Regions from separate parts of the Drosophila melanogaster genome. Here regions 2 and 3 are each linked to region 1. Evidence: chromatin contacts called from public HiChIP or PLAC-seq data. All regions are on one chromosome and are shown on one strand. The core of a region is the stretch at or near the end of the contact, and the rest is flanking DNA. Distances in the headings are between cores, read along the strand shown.

Region 1 (3,321 bases), core at 365-2,864:
ATGGTTCCACTGAAATGTCGCCAATGTAGACTTTCGCCACATGTACACATGTATGCTACACCCATTTGTGGCCCACAAGGTACTTCATATCTACATATATATATATATATATACATATATATACATATATATAAACGTTGTGTTTTCCCTTTTACCTTATATTATATATGCGCAATATAGCTGCGGGTCATGCGTGTTACTTGTAATTTATAATTTTTTGCTTCAGACAGAGGGACGCCTCCTGACTTAATGGGTATGGAAACAAATGTGAGGCCTGAATATAATATATTAAACTATTTGCACAAAGGCTTTGGGTTTGTTTTCCAATTGTTTCGTCATTTGCAAAGCCTTTCTTGAAAACTTTTCAATTGATAAACATAAACAACTGCATGTACGGTCTGTTCTGTCCCACTCTTTATACATTTTTAACCAAAAAATTAAGTTAAATTCGTTTTGGAAAAGACTTCAATGGCACCTCGCAGCGCAAATAACCAGAACAATGGCTTTATTTCCACCGCAGCGATTTCTGCGGTCCATTATCATCGGAAAGGGCCGTTTTCAAGGCAACAGAACGCATTTGCTCACTCCGAGATGATTCATCTTACACTCAAACCCACGTCAACAAAGTCTACCCGTGCGCATACATAAGTATCTATGTATCTAAGTATCTATGTATACTAATTGAGTCATGCTTTTACAAATGGATCAGAAGTAAAATTCCTGTGAATTTTGGATTCATAGTTACATAGAGCCGAAAAGATATTTCGAACATTTGCGAAATACAATTTTGATGCTTCATTTTGCAATTAGTTGTTGTACTTTTTATATATTTCTTTACTTATGATTTTGGCACAGTAAATTCGAACAACTTTGCGTAAATACCACTAAAAATAAGACAATAATCGCTTACAACTTTGAGTGCGCTTATCTTGAAATTCTTTGAAATGGTCCCGGATTCCGGGAAAAGTATAAGTTCGATCGCTTTCATTTAAGTATAACCTATTAAAAGCGCACATGAGATAGATAGATAGGTCAGAAGATTGGCATTTAGGCATAAAAATGGGCCTTATGTGCACGCCCCTACATAATTAGATACATAGGTGGGCGCATCTATTCCTATTGTATCATAATTTATTAGATGGTAATTATTTACTAGCAAGGTCGCAATCAACAGATGGGTAAAACGCACACAAGTGCAGCACATCAACACGTGTCAGTGCCGGTGTGCGTGCGTGCGTGTGTGTGAGTAGTTGCATTTCGAGATACAATTGTATCTTTGTATCTGAAGATATCAAACGAAAGTTTCTATCGCTGGTTACCCCGCCACCAGTCGTACGATATATGTATTTCTTCTCGGCAGATACACACACAGGCACACAAATACGTCTGTCTTGGAGAATATTTGGGAGCAGAGACTTAAAGTAAAGATTTCACAAGTCTACACTTCAGGGAAACGTGTTAAACAGCAATAAGAACACGCATGTTGCGCGAAAACAAATACACCATAAAGAACGGCACAATTATAACGCTTTTAATTACTTTAAGTATCGGCAAACGCGATGTTGGCACTCTGCGGGTATTTTGTAATGCCGAAGTGAATTTATCAACTGACTTACCGCCAGGGCGGGACAACAACCTGTTGTTACTTTGATTACTCGATTCTAGTCGATAGCTGTGCCCTTTCCAATCGGAATATCGGTGGCTATCGAGTAGCCGGTGCATTCACAATTTCGTATGTTCCCGGTATAACTGCGAAGTAACTGCAATATTAAAACATTATTTTCTTTAATTTGGAAATCAGTTTTCAGAATTCACTTTTGTAGTTGCTTAATTCAAATCTCTTAACATACCTAATTTCCCAATAAGAAATCAACGGAAATTTAAGCTAAAGTACGTTCAATGCAGTAAATTTTATGATTCACTTTATAGAGAATCTTTGTACAATCTTTATGTGGAGTTTTTCATACTTTTATTTTGAAATTCTATATAGCCGCGATATAAAAAGTCAAAGAGATCGACTTATCGAATTAAAATGGCTTCTTTGATGGTTATTTCCCAGAGTGACCGGGTATGCGACCGCTAAGAAAAACCGCCGTACAGTGGTAAGTGTGACCACGCATGCGTCTGCCACAAGCGATAGCGATAGTAAGGTCCAGGCTTCGCCCGGCGTGCCCATCTCTAGCCAAAAACGACCTTTTTTCGCCAGAAATCATTTTCCCGTTTACAGTCGCAGATACGCCACGGCAATTCGCAGTCCCAGTGTAGCGGTCATTTTTTTTCCAGTGCGACTCCTCCAAACAAAAGCGAAGTGGAAAAATAGGCGAAGATAAAGGAAACCCAAGAGCGAAACTCCAAATTGCGAATCAGCAAAGGATCAATGGCAACGAAATAAGTAAAAGAACCAGTGCGAACAATGTGCGAAAAGTGGGAAACGCGAGCGGCGTGGTCGTTTCCGTCGGAGAGCGGATAATATAGCACATAGTAGTATATTGTAGTAGTGGATGTGGATGGTGTGGAACGATTGCGAACGGACGCAGACCGAAACAAAAGTGAAAACGTGCAAAAAACCAAACCCAAAAACAAATTCAACCGAGAAGTAGAAGCAAGCGGCAAAGAAGAGAGCGAGAGGGCGACCAATACAAAAGCGACAAAATGTGCGACGCTGCGGCGGCAACAGCGACAACAACAACAACAGCAGCAGTAGCAGCAGCCGTCGCAACAACAACAGCATCGGTAGCATTGGAGGCCACAGCGACACAGCCTGGAACGACAACGACGACGGTAGCCACTGCGTCAGCGGGAACCACATCCCCTGAAGCGGCCATTCCAACAGCAGCAACAGCAACATCGGCGAGAAACAGCAACAGCGAACGGTCGGCGCGACAAAACTGCTGTCGCCTGTGCATCGCCCCACAAACCGAATGCATCTCGATCATCAATAGCTATGCGGCCGACAAGGAGCCGCTGTCCACCAAGATCCACAACTGCGTCGGCATCAAGGTGAGTGGTTATGGGTATGGGTATGGGTGTGGGCATGGGCACGGGTGCGGATGCGGATGCGGGTATATACATAATCCGGCTGTTGCCATCGCCATTGCTGCCGTCGGTGTCGTCATCCCGGGTCTCCGATTCCGAGTCCGAGTCCGCCGCTCTCACTGAACGCTCTCTTGGGTGCTCTGGCACTCCGGTGCTCTGGTGGTTGGACACCATTAACAGTTATACACACAGATCCCAAATGGTCAGTGGAAGGATGAGGCGGTGGCCACACCCGTTCGCTGGACAGAATGGAAAAGTGAGGTTACGGATGATGCCGAGTAACCA
Region 2 (3,321 bases), core at 507-3,006, 550 kb before region 1:
ATCCTTCTTTATATAGAGAAATAAACATAGATAGCCTACTTCAGCTCGTGACGTCAAGAAGCTTCTATCTGTAATGGGGTTTCTAGGTTAGGAAGTCATCCTGGGATGTTAGCATAAAAGGCAATAACCCCACAAACTCGAAGGACAGTAAGACTTCCACAACATTGGCAGGTGTTTTATTCACTTTCAGGGATACTTTTCTAATCGGATCCTTTTTTTCGGTAATGTATAAATCTAGAAGTCATCTTTCAATGGATCTTAATGGTAAGATGTAAGCATTGTTTTTGACTTTGCTGCAATAATTTAGCACCAAGCTGAAATACATTTATCGTTTCAACAATATAAAGATGAGAGGTTAAAAAACAAGTGAAATGTTTGCTTATCAGTAAAACCGATGACTCACTGAAAAGGAACGAACTTTTTTGCCCAGCCCAAGTATTAATAAATAAACATGACGCACTAAAATATTTAATACTTATTCGAGAAATAATTTATAAAATGTAAAAGATAAGGCAACAGAAATGTTGAGTTCTTGTCAAATTGCATATTTCAACATTTTAATGTTGGCGCGCTTATTTGAATTTTCACTGCTATGTTCATAATTAAGGGTTGCACTGAAAACAAATCGATAAATATATAAAAAGAATGAAAAGAATAAAAAGAATGTTAAATGATTACAATATCGATTATTCAGTTTGGGGAAGGAGAAATGATTAATTTGCAGATACCTTTTTTTTTACTACAAATGATTGTATGAATAAAATACTCCCAAATTAATTGATTTTGATTATATATCGTTCGTATACATATGTTTTAATATTTATATAAACGGGATCTGCTGATTTTAAGAACATATGTATATACATGTTTATATATAATAAAAAAAGGTAAATGAATTCTGCGTGACTCAAAAGGTCACATTCACTTAGTTTTCATCATAAAGTTATACAATTTCGTTGTTATGGGTACATGGAATTTTGTGACTAACACTATTTATTACCATTAGCGTTTAAAATTCATGAAATTTGGATGCCTACTTGAGCTGTCAGGTGTTTTTCATTTTAACAATGGGATGACAACAGCACAATTGCTTAAATGAAATCATCAAAACGGATAATTTAATTACTTAGACAATTATTTCATCTAATATTGTAGTTATGCATAGAAGATATATACATATTTACATGTATATGTATCTTTGTACATATGTACATGTATTGTACAGATTAATGTCACGTACCGGCGAAACTTCAATTTGCTCAGAATATGACCTCTAAATTTTAATATTAATGAAATTGATGAATATGTATTTATGTGGGGATGTTAGGATTTTTCCATTTGCATTTACTTATGTACATATTTATGTACAATATAACCAATTGATGTTCATCAGACGTGCTCATATATGTGTATGTTTCGTGTGCCTATATATGCACGTATGTAATTGCCGGCAACTAAGCTCACAAGAAAGCTCAACTTCCGTCAACAAAATTGAGCAGGTGAAATGGCCATAAAAATATCCCAATAAACATTTGTCCGTATAAATTAAAAAATCCATATACTTTATAGGTCACTTTAACTGTCTAAGATCAGAAGTTTTTAAAGTTAAGCGTATCTTATGTACATATCTACTTATTATATTCATATAATGATGCTTGCAAAAAGTCTATTGGGTAGCATTGAGCTTTCACGTTACTGAGAGCAAAAGCTCTTTTTTATTGCGGTAGCCGCTCTCGAGCTTGACATGCACGTCCTTCATCTGACTTTGAACAATTTTTCGCCCGAGTTTTCGCCCATAGAAAGCGCTCAAAATTTCTCAGCCATCACAGTCGATTCCTTGCAAGCAAGCCGATAGGTAGTGTTTCCCTCAATTCCGCGGAAAACTTTCCAAGTACTAACTGCTTTACATATACATACATTACTTTCCAGATAAACAAAAAGTTAACCATGTCGAAGATTGGTATCAATGGATTTGGTCGCATCGGCCGCTTGGTTCTCCGCGCCGCCATTGATAAGGGCGCCAACGTTGTGGCCGTCAACGATCCCTTCATCGATGTGAACTACATGGTCTACCTGTTCAAGTTCGATTCGACCCACGGACGTTTTAAGGGCACCGTTGCCGCCGAGGGCGGTTTCCTGGTGGTCAACGGCCAGAAGATCACCGTCTTCAGCGAACGCGACCCGGCCAACATCAACTGGGCCAGCGCTGGTGCCGAATACATCGTGGAGTCCACTGGCGTGTTCACCACCATCGACAAGGCATCCACTCACTTGAAGGGCGGTGCCAAGAAGGTTATCATCTCGGCCCCATCCGCCGATGCTCCCATGTTCGTTTGCGGCGTCAACTTGGATGCCTACAAGCCCGACATGAAGGTGGTCTCCAACGCATCGTGCACCACCAACTGCTTGGCTCCTCTGGCCAAGGTGATCAACGACAACTTCGAGATCGTCGAGGGTCTGATGACCACCGTTCATGCCACCACCGCTACCCAGAAGACCGTCGATGGACCTTCCGGCAAGTTGTGGCGTGATGGACGTGGCGCTGCCCAGAACATCATTCCAGCTTCCACTGGAGCTGCCAAGGCCGTGGGCAAGGTTATCCCCGCCCTCAACGGTAAGCTCACCGGAATGGCATTCCGTGTGCCCACTCCCAACGTTTCCGTGGTCGATTTGACCGTGCGCTTGGGCAAGGGTGCGTCCTATGATGAAATTAAGGCCAAGGTTCAGGAGGCCGCCAACGGACCCCTGAAGGGTATCCTGGGATACACCGATGAGGAGGTCGTTTCTACCGATTTCCTCAGCGACACCCACTCGTCGGTGTTCGATGCCAAGGCTGGCATTTCGCTAAACGACAAGTTCGTGAAGCTGATCTCTTGGTACGACAACGAGTTTGGCTACTCCAACCGCGTCATCGACCTGATCAAGTACATGCAGAGCAAGGATTAAATGTGGAACACCAAGAACACTACCCACCCACACTCTACGTAAAAGTTAAAGATTAGGGCGCGGTAGAATGGGGTGAGACACTTCAGAAACGGCCTGAAAATGGCATCACATAACTTATATATATATTGCTCCCCGGTGGAGCATCACCTACATACATATGCGCTATGCTCTGAAATGCTACTGTTTTCGCTCTTCAATTACCAGCCACATTGGAAAATTATTAATATAATACATCCATTATACACATAAATATGTTTACTGTTGTTGAATAAAGTTTCACTCTGTGTGTAGTTTTAAAAATGCCGACTCATAAGCATTTAAATATTTATTTTTGCCTTTTTATTTGGTATAAACCGTTGAAATACCTAAAATAGT
Region 3 (3,321 bases), core at 362-2,861, 510 kb before region 1:
GAAAGGTATTGTATTACGAGAAAGGTACTTACAATCAAATCATCCTTGTAGATGCTGTTGTCCGTGTAAACAACGAGTAGATCCACCGAAAGAGCACGACAGCTGGGTTCACGGAGCTTTGAAGCCAGTAAGAGGCAAGCTGCGGCCAAAATTTGTAGCTGGGTCTTGCGTACTGATTTGCTCGAAAGAAATCGATCCATGTAATTTAATGCCAGTAATACGACCTCTTCCTGGCAATTTTCCTCGGCACACACCTGTGAACATGTATTCAATTAATGAACGAAAAGGGTAGTCAAAATATTGTAATGGGTGTGCGATAAGGACTACTAAAACAAACACTAATTAATGAAGTTCTTGGAAACTTCCATCTATTTGGTAATATTTTCTAACAGATTATAAATAATGCGTATATCACAGTCGGCTAGCTTGATATGATTTGGATGCTGTATCTACATTTCGTTTAATTACTCACTTCCATCATCCATTCGGCGACAATTTTGCGCATCGGTGGCGTAATATCCTTCTGGATGCTAAAGTACGTGTCGGGAATTTTGTGGTGCTTCTCCTCGACCTTGAGGAAATTCTCCAGACACCGATCCGAATACAATGTGGGATCCCCGATGGCAGTGTTCACGTTGTCGGTTGCGGGTGGATCGGCTGTTGTGGTCAGGCGTTCGTCGAGTCGTTGGCAATGTGACGTCGGTGGCTCCTGGCTGATGTAACGCGGATAACTTTGGATTGATTGGGTCGCTGTCGGTGGTGGTGGCGGCGGTGGTGGAGGTGGCGGAGGCGGCTCCAATTGTTCTGGATTTTTCGCAGCCGAGTCCACGGACGCGTATATATACACCAGCTCCTTCATATTGCACACTACGGCATTGTTCTGGGCATCCGGATGGGAATCGGATTCCGCGTCCCCCAAGGATGAACATATCGATGATTGATCCCGAATGATCGCCGGTGAGGACATTTGCTGCTGTCGTTTGTTCAAACGATACAATGATGGATCTGATTCGTAGACTATGATTTCCGAGCATAAAAGATCCATTATATCGGCCATACGTTCCGTTTAAAGCTATGGATTCTATGGATCGCCGCACTCTCAAGCCATTTATGTGTGCCGATTTATCAGGAACTTTGGGTAACTCCGATATGGGAACACTGCGTACAATAGGAAATGATCGTACATAAGTACATACATACATATGTATGTTGCAACCTTCTTTTCACATTTAATTCAAGTATTTGCTCAAGTATGGGCACACTGCGGGCATATGTGTTTAGTCCTGTGGGAGCACTAGAGTATAGCATATAACCCTAATACCTTGACTTATTCATATGCACATTACATTATTTACATATTTTTTCGACCTGCTCAGAAATAACTCGTTCATTTCACACTATGTACTTATGTACATGTACATGCATGGCTATGTACGATCAGCTCGAGAACAAAAGTTTTCACTTACGCCTATTCTCGGAATTCTGGTTATATACAAACGGCACAGCACTTCATGGAGTAATGTAAATTAACTATTAAAAAAGTATACTCGAAGTTGCACACGTTTGCCACTTAACCGGCGTGGACAAAGCATTTATGTGAACCAGATAGTTACACCTTATGGCAGAAAAAAACTAGTTCAGCATGCCGTCATCGGAGTTATATCTCTTGCTCACTGCGATCAGTAAAACATATCGATCTTCATCGGTTATTAGTATAGTACTATCCTTTGCAATGAAAGGCAAGCGAAATACGTTGAAAAGGGGAACCTCCTCATTGCGTTTCCAACTTGTTGCTTGTGAAATATGTTTCACTTAGGGTTGTTATTAGAACATTAAAAACTTATAATCCATCAATGGGTTTGATGGACTATAAAAGGGTCTTACCCTTATAATAAAAACAAAGTTCTTCTAATTGCACTACTTTTTTTCTTAAATAAGCTTTTTGTTATACGATCTTACGAACTTACTCTTGATGTGAATTTCACATCACTCAAGTGTTCCAATTACTCCAGCAAAATCAAAAATACTAAAATATGCTAGGGCGTTGCCACCCTGCATTCATGTAAGGATGGTACTGACAGTCGATCTTTCGGCATGTCATACATTTAACGATCGTGGTCCACGACAAAATGGTCAGTAATGCAAAACTCACTGGCATCACCCTACTAGGTTGAATCGTGATCAAAACACCCTTATTAAATTCCGTTTAAATGGCCGGAACCTGTTGATTAAATGGCAGGTTGTTCGAAAGAGTCGTAAATAAATGAATGCTGCACTTAAAGATCCTGTACCGCTTACAAAAAGCATTGAACTGCTGTTATTTTCTTTAGGGTTGTACTTAAACAGTTTTAGATGACAAACAGTAAGACATGTAAGAAACCTAAAATAATTTCACTAAAAAAATTCTAAAAGCAATTGTAAAAAAAAGATATAATCTTTGCTGCTTTGTTTAATAATTAATAAGATATTGATAAAAGGGTAAAAAGCTTTCGCGACTTAGGAATGCCAGGTTAATGATAAACAAAAGTAACCTGTGGATCCCTTCCGAGAAATGATGTACCGATATATGTACACATCGAGATTAAAATGGACTTCCATGTCCATTGTCCTAATTTCGGTGCTGCAGTTTTTTGTTGTTTTTTAGGAAAAACTGCAGCGTGGAGAATGCTTTCAATGATACAATCCTTAATTGGGTTCGCATTTTGCTAACTTAGTTGTTGCAAATTAATTTACCCTCACTCTCGGCACACAGACAAAAGCTCGCTTCCCAGAAAAAGCTTAAGGATTCAGAGAAAACTTTGAAACAGCACACGAGAGTTGAGTGGAACACTCGCGTCCGCCGACTTCGCTTTCCGTCAGAGGGATGCTGTAATCCCCTGAAATTTTATATTCGTTATATTCCCGAAGAAGACAAGAGACGTGCTGTACGAAAATAATTTTTCATTCACGTAAATTACCCACACAAATGTGTGTGGAACAATTAGCTGATTCAATTGTTCTCGCCCGCCACTTGCTAATTGGAATCGAAAAGTGTCAAAGTTTCAGGAGGTTCTTTTTGTTTAATAATACTGTGTTTAATATGCATATGTTCGCGTGTGTGGTGCTCATGACATACATACATAAATGCCAACAAAGTCCCAAATATCGCATTCATTTGCGAGGGGACTTCGCAGGACGTTATAAACACCTTTATACCACATTCTGGAAATGCCAAACGCAGTGCCAAGCCCACGCAACTTTATAATAGGATATACATTGAATGAAGTAGTGCCATGAATGCCGTGCCGCATGATATTTGATCCATTCACGGAGTCGGTCCTG

Evidence for each region. HiChIP or PLAC-seq counts read pairs in DNA pulled down with a chosen protein or histone mark.
Region 2: a contact with region 1 is called in a Psq HiChIP or PLAC-seq map of the Kc167 cell line, with 8 times the contacts expected there. The contact joins the promoter of Gapdh2 here to the promoter of AnxB11 in region 1. A contact is called at or near these places in 7 of 107 Hi-C or Micro-C datasets (the ML-DmBG3-c2 cell line, the S2 cell line, embryo and 1 more) and 2 of 6 datasets of contacts at active chromatin or transcription factors (both in the Kc167 cell line).
Region 3: an H3K27ac HiChIP or PLAC-seq map of the Kc167 cell line shows a contact between it and region 1, with 3 times the contacts expected there. The contact joins the promoter of CycD here to the promoter of AnxB11 in region 1. A contact is called at or near these places in 2 of 107 Hi-C or Micro-C datasets (the ML-DmBG3-c2 cell line and wing imaginal disc) and 1 of 6 datasets of contacts at active chromatin or transcription factors (the Kc167 cell line).

The regions. Positions count from the first base shown.
Region 1 is chrX:16,420,628-16,423,948 of dm6, forward strand. It overlaps AnxB11 (Annexin B11), which reads right to left and starts at 1,615. Exons shown (of 8, transcript NM_001272689.1): 1 at 1,154-1,615. It overlaps hang (hangover), which reads left to right and starts at 2,204. Exons shown (of 8, transcript NM_167521.3): 1 at 2,204-3,000. The coding sequence starts at 2,653.
Region 2 is chrX:15,866,389-15,869,709 of dm6, forward strand. Gapdh2 (Glyceraldehyde 3 phosphate dehydrogenase 2) reads left to right here and starts at 1,757. Exons shown (of 2, transcript NM_080714.4): 1 at 1,757-1,855; 2 at 1,930-3,273. The coding sequence starts at 1,948. The coding sequence ends at 2,946.
Region 3 is chrX:15,908,065-15,911,385 of dm6, forward strand. It overlaps CycD (Cyclin D), which reads right to left and starts at 1,612. Exons shown (of 5, transcript NM_167473.2): 1 at 473-1,612; 2 at 33-254. The coding sequence starts at 1,045. Lrp4 (LDL receptor related protein 4) reads left to right here and starts at 2,806. Exons shown (of 14, transcript NM_001169298.2): 1 at 2,806-2,924.